2 separate regions of the Mus musculus genome follow, and region 2 is linked to region 1. The links are chromatin contacts, called in public Hi-C maps. All regions are on one chromosome and are shown on one strand. Each heading gives the region's core, a stretch centred on a gene start, on an enhancer-like site or on the middle of the called end of the contact. The rest is flanking DNA. Distances are from core to core; before and after follow the strand shown. Region 1 holds the start of Fbxo5 (F-box protein 5). Region 2 holds the start of Rps12 (ribosomal protein S12).

Evidence for each region. Hi-C and Micro-C count contacts between places; a contact is called where the count stands out from the background.
Region 2: a contact with region 1 is called in a Hi-C map of CD4 T cells, with 6 times the contacts expected there. The contact joins the promoter of Rps12 here to the promoter of Fbxo5 in region 1.

What each region holds. Positions count from the first base shown.
Region 1 is chr10:5,803,304-5,807,069 of GRCm38.p6, forward strand. It overlaps Fbxo5 (F-box protein 5), which reads right to left and starts at 2,162. Exons shown (of 5, transcript NM_025995.2): 1 at 1,956-2,162. The coding sequence starts at 2,034.
Region 2 is chr10:23,785,181-23,788,946 of GRCm38.p6, forward strand. Rps12 (ribosomal protein S12) reads right to left here and starts at 2,029. Exons shown (of 6, transcript NM_011295.6): 1 at 1,976-2,029; 2 at 1,814-1,864; 3 at 1,584-1,700; 4 at 722-824; 5 at 396-497; 6 at 3-93. The coding sequence starts at 1,827. The coding sequence ends at 31. It overlaps LOC115487513 (a small nucleolar RNA gene), which reads right to left and starts at 1,363; the gene lies at 1,290-1,363. Snora33 (small nucleolar RNA, H/ACA box 33) reads right to left here and starts at 271; the gene lies at 167-271. Snord100 (small nucleolar RNA, C/D box 100) reads right to left here and starts at 641; the gene lies at 574-641.

The DNA.
Region 1 (3,766 bases), core at 912-3,411:
GCTCCAAAACAGTAAGAAATATTTTATATTATGTTCATGTTAGGTAGACACAAAGGCAGATTAAGGAATTCCATACTCCCCCAATCAAACAAATGTGGGGTACATATCTAGTCTTGCTATTTTCATCTGATATCCACTTAATGGCAAAAACTTGGCCTCAGTTTTCCCACCCACAAAATGGGGAAGAAAACAAAACTGGATTAAATGGATGATCTAATTAAAAGCATCTGTTTATCTAGTTAAATCACAAAAAGGCAAACTTGCTGGCATTTCTTACACTGAAAATCAAGATAAATTCCACAAAAGCACAAATGAGGAGGCAAAACTTCAAATGAAAGAATCTCTGCGGAGCTTTCTGACCAGCTTATTCTATTAGGTTTTGGGGAGGGGGCTGTCCTTAAATGAACTTACAGATAAAACGAAAAATATTTCAATGTTTTAGAACTCACATTAGCACCCCTCAGCCAATCACGGGATGGGGGAAAGGTGGAGAGCTAAAGTGCACCAAGTCTGGCCTTTCATTTAACTTATAAACACAGGCTTTACACTCCAGATTAAAGACTGTAATGAAAGCTGGCCTTAAAGTCTTAGCTCTTCCATATGTTAACTAGGTTTCAGTCTCAGTCCCCAGCCATGTGGCCAAGGTCAAACACCATCCCTTCTTTGTGCAAGGGTGAGGAAAGGTGATTGAAAGTATAAGCCAAGAGAAAACCTTTAAGTCTACTTTGAAAAATATTTAAATGTTCTAATTATTTTTTAAGGTTTCTTCAAGGCTGTAAACCCAGTGGGGGAGGGGAGTTGGGGGCAGCAAGCATTTCCTGAGGAGGAAAGCTGAGCAAAAGAATCCCTTCGTAAACCATTAAATTTCTTATTTTCTAACGGAGACTCGGGTACTCTTTTACAGACACATTCTGCTAAGCTAGTACTTTCTTCTCTTCAAGACTTAATTCCTTTTCTGATGAAGAAAGATTATTGAGGATATATATATATATATAGAGAGAGAGAGAGAGAGAATGAATTACCTCTTCCTTCAGTTGGAAATTTTCTACGATAGAACCGATGCATCTTTCATTGAGATGCCAAGAAAGATAAAAAATTAATAAGAAAATAAACAATTGATTCTCTCTGCTCACCTAAACGTTGGAAAAAGTGACCATTAATTCTTCAAAACACCCGAAAATTAAACAATCCCTCCTCGATTCTTTCATCAGCTAAACACTACAGGCAAACTCACCGTTTTGGAGGAAAAAGGGCGCTTTTTAAAAGGCCCTGCTGACTCCAGGCCTTGAGACTTACTGAGAAGCAGCAAAACAGGGGAGGAAAAAAAAAACTTTTTCCATTTGGTACAGTGGGCAGGCGGGGGCTGGGGGGTCCTTTACATTTGGCGGGAGCTGAGAAGGAGCCCCTAGAAATGCTGAGGGGGTCGGTGGTGGGAGGTGCCCCGAGGGCGCGGTGCACGAGGGAAGGCGGGAGATAAGCGCGGAGCTCAATCTCCCGCGCTCTCCAGCCAGGGCTCTGAGGGCAAAAAGTTACGGAGACTGAGTATGGATGTGAGATAGATGAGTTGTGAAATGGGGGGCGTAGAGGCTAGAGATGGGGCCATCTGGCCAGCTTGGAGTCCCACAGTCCTGTCACAGCTCGAGCATGAGTTGAGGAGGGGAGAGGAGGGGGCATTTGGCGCCCAGGCAGGGGGTGGGGTGGAATGCGGCGCGCAGAAGCCACTACCTTGCACGTCCCCAGTGCAGGGTCTCGGGGTGGGATGGAATAGTAGGACCCCGTACAAGGCCGACCACATCTGTCCCACTCTGCACCAGCCACCCTTGCTCCGCGCCTTCCTCCCAGTCCCGGGCCCAAATAGGTCGCCTGAGGCCCGGAACACCGTGATCTGCAAGCACCCAGTTTCTGAGGCTGCCGCCACAGAGAAAGGATTCCCACGATGCCCGCCTCACACTCACCGTCCACGGTAGTCCGCGCGCCAAGACGGCAGGGACAGGAGGACGGCCGGCGCAGGTCACTGCAGGTGCGCCGGCTCATGCCGCAAAACTCGGGCTCCAATGCTGGGGAGGTGGCGGCGACGACAGGAAAAAGGTGGCCGGCCAGACGAGGCGCCGAGCCGCAGCTCTTAAAAGGCGCCAGCTGGTACTTTTAAAATCTTTGAATTTGGTGCCCAAATCAGAACAGACCAATGGGGCGCGGCGTTTGCACAAGCGTGCCAATAGGCAGGCGGCATGAGAGGACGCCCTCGCTCGCCCAATAGGAGGGCGCGGGGGCGGAGCCAGCCCTGGAGCCTGGGCTCCTCCCACACGCCCAGATCCTCGCCTCCCCAAAGTTGCTGATGGAGCTGGCAAGCACGCCCATGTAGGCGTGGCCTGTGAAGGCGGCTGGTCCTCTGCGCAAACCCGCCATGCTGCCCTCTCCCCGCACCCCCCCTCCGTTATCCCGCGAACCGGCTTCTCCAGAGTCCTCATGTCCTGGGGACAGCTCCGACTTCTGCCTGAAAGTCTGTGATGGACACAGGCGGGCCCCCAGTCTTCCTCCATCGTCTGTTACGAGCGAGTTTGCAGAGCTGCAAACCCGCCACTCTGAGTGCACACCTTCCGGAAAACAAGCCCTTCCCCTGGCTCCGGACCCGCCTCTCTAGGATTTAGGCGCGCTCTACTCTCCCTCCTAAATTGGCTCCACCCCCTGCCTGGAGCTCCTGCGCTTGCGTATTGCGCGGCCGCCACTACGGAGTTGGCGGGTTGGCGCTTGCGCGCGAGGAGCCTGGCGGTTCCCTCCGGGCGGGGCGGACTAGCTGGGGGGGACATGTGACCGGAGAACCGCCCTTGCCCTGGGGATGGCGCGCAGCAGGACCCCGGCGTCCCTTTGCTTGGCGCCTTCCGAAGGCTGAGGGCGCGGCCTAACTTAGATCTGGCCATTGCATTCTTTTTTTCTTTTTTTTGGGTTGGGGGCGGGGGGGCCGGTTCGAGACAGGGTTTCTCTGTATAGCCCTGCTTTGGCCATTGCATTCTTTTGGGTTTTCAACCACCACGAATTCTTAAAAGTGTTAATTTGTATTTTATTTTATGTGTTCTTAACCTTCGTTGGCTAGGCTCGACAGCCGACCTGTTCCCCTAAATAAGTCAGACTCCCGTCTCTTTGGGGTGGAGCGCCCTGGCTGCGTGGATATTTTTATATCAAAGGCGAGAGTGAAAGTATTATTAAGTCTGATGGTGAGCTATAGTGCACCACTAATGATGCTGGGCATGCACGTCTTGAATTTATTTCTAAGTGGTGACAATACACTTAACTTCTTTTCAGACTACAGAGCAGTAAAGCTACAGGATATGCCATTTCCCTCTTGCTTTTCTGCAAGAGCATATGACTTTCTGTTAGTGTTCCATGCAGCTCCTGTGTAAAGCGGGACCAAGATTGGACTGAGTCATACAAACGTTGGGTGGATCCAGTTTTTATCAAATTCTTTTTGTTTATCCCTAGTTTTCTGGCATTTTCACGTTTGGAGTGTTGCAAAAAAAATAGTGATGTAGGTGGTGTTGCTTACCAAAATCTTGACCGCTATTTCTGTTTTGTACCTGAGAACTTTGCCTCTAAGTAAAAAGGCTGAAAAGACACGAGCCCTGTCTTTAAGGAAGTTTATATCCTAATGAGAAGGAATTTGGCAATCAAAATTTTCAGTAAATGAAAGATACTAAACTACGTGTTAAAAGAACTGTTAATAGAGACATAGGTTGAGAATCTTGAATGGTCAGTTAAGTTTGACACTTTG
Region 2 (3,766 bases), core at 779-3,278, about 18 Mb after region 1:
AATACAAGAGAAAAATCAGCCAAAATTTATTTATTTCTTGCACTTGAAGTATTCCTCGATGACATCCTTGGCCTGAGATTCTTTGCCATAGTCCTTAAAAAAATTAAATGCGAATTACTTTCAGTATTAAATTCCGATCAGCTATTTGATTCAGTCTTCCCAATAATACTGTAGCCACTTTCAGGGACCTTAAAGGCTTCAGCTGCCCCTAAGGCTCGTACCATGGCATTAATATTGCCAGCCCTTTCTAAATTTCTGCAGAAACATTGAGATAAGCAGATTAATTGGCTGGCTTTCAAATGATGGCTTATCTTTACAGAAGGTTTAAATCTTGTCTTTAAAACTTGTTTCCACTAAAGGGCCATCAACATTTTAAAGAGAAAAGCAAGACTTACCTTAACCACTACGCAACTGCAACCAACCACCTTCCGTGGTTTGCCCTCTCGATCGATTTTACAGAGGCCTACCCATTCCCCTAGTTTCTTGTTGTCATCAACCTATCAAAGACAAAAGCAATTACTAACAAGGATTGAAACTAGTAAAAGCTGACCCTCAACATTCCCAGGGTGGCTGTTTCAGGAGGGTGACGTGCAGTTTCCTCAGCGAGATTCAGAAGAGGGAGACTGTTTTCATCATGTACAGCCCACGTGAAAATCATCAAAACTACCATGCAAGTTAGTGCTGGTGCCTGTGGCTCAACACCATTATCACTAAGGCTTACCTTTATCAGGTTGATTTGGTGCTCAGCACAAAGTGCCTCCACCAGCTTGACATACATGGGCTCATCACAGTTGGATGCGAGCACACACAGATGGGCTTGGCGCCTAAAATGCAAAACTCAAAGGTGAAACCTTCAAGGGTCTTCACTGTGCTAGTAAACCTGACCACACAGGATTTACTGTACCAAACTGCAGACTAGCCATTCACTTTCCCTGTACAAACTTAGATACCAATACCACACATTATAATAGGAAACCTATTTATGGCCAAAGGAAACTATGACCACTTTCAGGGTATTTCCAACTTGAAAGCTGATCCAAAGCAGTCCTGTGCAGGAAGCACTGTAAATATTCACAACAGCATCCAAAATCACCTGACTTTACCTCAAACAGTAGAATACACGTGCATAAGCCTAATAAACCATGCATGTTCTCAAGTCTCCCGGATATAGCTAGATTTCCCCGACACCACAATATTGTCGTTTAAGTATTTGCAAACTAAATAATGATGCCCCCCCCTTTTCCATCTTCTAGCAAAACTACCGGACTATCTATCCCCACGAGCTACAGGTTTGTCAGACTAGCTGTTTCTCACCCATGAACGGGGTGAAGGGGTATCCGACAATTCAAGTCATCATGCAAACACTGTAGCTTTACAAAACTACTGCTCGTCATCCCCGATCCACACAGCAACCCACACATCCTAAGTGGGCTAGAGTTGATACCTTTTCCTAGGTTTCCTGCTGGCCGGATGACATTCAGAACTTTTGTGCTAACAGCATGAACTTCACGCTCTCTTCCCTTGGCTGCTGCAGTCTTTGTTCCGGCTGCAACACCCCACAGTATTGAGACTGAGACACGTACTTGTCTAAGGCTTTGGCAGCTTCGCGTATGCCACGTGCTAGGCCATCGTGGATGAGGGCGGTCTTCAGCACCTCTTGTAGAGCAGTGTTGACGTCCATTACACCTCCAGCAGCTATGCTGGAATGCAGACAGAGACGTTAGGACCCTCGGCAGGCTAGGGATGGGGAACTAGCATGGAGAAAAGCCCAGACCAGCGCCGCCCGCGGGAGGCCCACGCCCCACTCGCTCACCCTTCCTCGGCCATGGCGGTGAATCACGGGTGACGCCGAATCTTGAACGCACTGAAAGACAAAACATCAGTAAATCGCCCGTTAAGACCCAAGTACTTCACTTTTGAAGCCAAGGCGCAGTAGACACGCTATCGCCGGCGCACGAGCTGGGATCACACTCACCCCGAGCTTCCGCCTCCGCGCAAGTCGGCGGCGGCAGGGGAAAAGGCCGGCGGTGGCCGCATGACGGTATTTAAGCGCTCCGCTCGACTTCTGTGCGCATGTGCAACTCCTCCCACTAAAGAGGTGGCTCCGGTGGTGCCGTGCCTTAGGAGTTTCCACTTCCGCCTTTAGGAGCGTCCGTGGTAAGAACGCGGCTGGATTTCTAGCAGGCATCGCAGCGGGCAGCCTTTGCCCAGGGGGCGTGGACCACAGAGGTCCCACGATCCGCTCCTACGGAACACGAGAGGAGCCAAACTACTGCCGTTTTCTTCGCTGCTGAATTACTTTGTTTTAAGCAGTTTTTCCACGTCTTATCGTGAAGTTTCCTGTTGCCAATACTGGCCGATTAGGCTGAGTGTGTCCACATTTTGGTCCTTTGGTTTTTAGCCTCTCTGAGTGGCTGTGATTTGTGTATGATCACAAACCCCACTGCTTTGCAACGTGTTTAAGCAGACCTTGCGGCCAGGTCAGATCCCGGTCTGAATGCAACCGGTTCTGAATGAACATTTAGGTAATGACCCTAGTTTTTTTCCCGAGTCGCAGCTTCGCAGACACTGGATCCCTGAGGTACATGTTAAACTCTCACTGTGGATCTGTCACTAAATTCCACCGAGGATTCGGCTACCAGGAGTGGAACTCCAGAATCTTAAAGCCAGTTCCCGCCTACGCCGACAAATGCATTTTAATTTCGAAGGAATCACTCGCTCTTCTACTTCCAAAGCAAATACACAAGACATCTCTCTCAGAAGATATCCCCGAAGCCAACCAGAGCTTCTGATGGCCAACCTGGTGGATACAGTGATCATTGTCGGGCTCATGAATTTCATGAGGATATAAGAAAGTTGATGGAAGTTTTAGCTTTTCCAATAAACGTTTGGGTTTCACCCCTAAAGCCTCATGCTTGCTTCCTTACCCCTGCAATTCAAAAAAGTATTTAATAGGTGGTTAGTTTCTGTGGGCGTATTTCTGCCAGTGTCTATGGTGCTGTTTTAAAGATGAGAGACGGCGGACACTTAAAAGTCTGCATTTTAAAAGATAAAGCTAGTATTTTAGCCAAAGAGTAACATACCAGAATGCCACGGTGCTGGGGAGTGGAGATGATGTGGGAACGCAGGGGATTTGGAGTTTATGGCAGCATTTAAAAGAGGTTTTAACTAGAGTTCCAGCCAGGTAAGTGCAGGAAGAATATTCAGACAGGAAGAGAGAGCAGGAAGGCACACGTGCCTTTTGGCTGTTTTGGAAGTGATTTTGAAACATTACACAGTCGGAAAAGAATGTGGTTAAGTAGAGTTTAAGTAGTTTCCTTAGTATAAGGCTATTAAAAGTTAATGTGTCAAACCATACATAAGTTGCAAGACTTTCATCCCAGCACCTGAGAAGCAGAGGCAGGTGGATAGCTGTGAGTTCCAGGCTACCAGGAAGACAATGTCTAAAGCAAAAAAAGGAAAACATTTAAGTGTTAAGCATATTAGAGTTCTCTTCCCGGAAGAAAAGTCTCACAGAAGAGACTAGATGGTAAAATTGGAAAATAACTACTGCATTTAAATACTAAGAAGAAACAGCTGAGTCCTTTCAGCTTGGTGCCTAAGTTTTAGTGCTGCTTCCAACACAGTAGCAACCAGCTCAGACTCTCCACACCTTTGATGTCAGCTCTCTGTCCTAATAGTCCACCCTAATGAATGCCTTTCTGTCAGCAGTAAGCACCCCCTTTTAACAACTGGAGCCCCTCCCCCCTTAAATCTTGATTGTGTA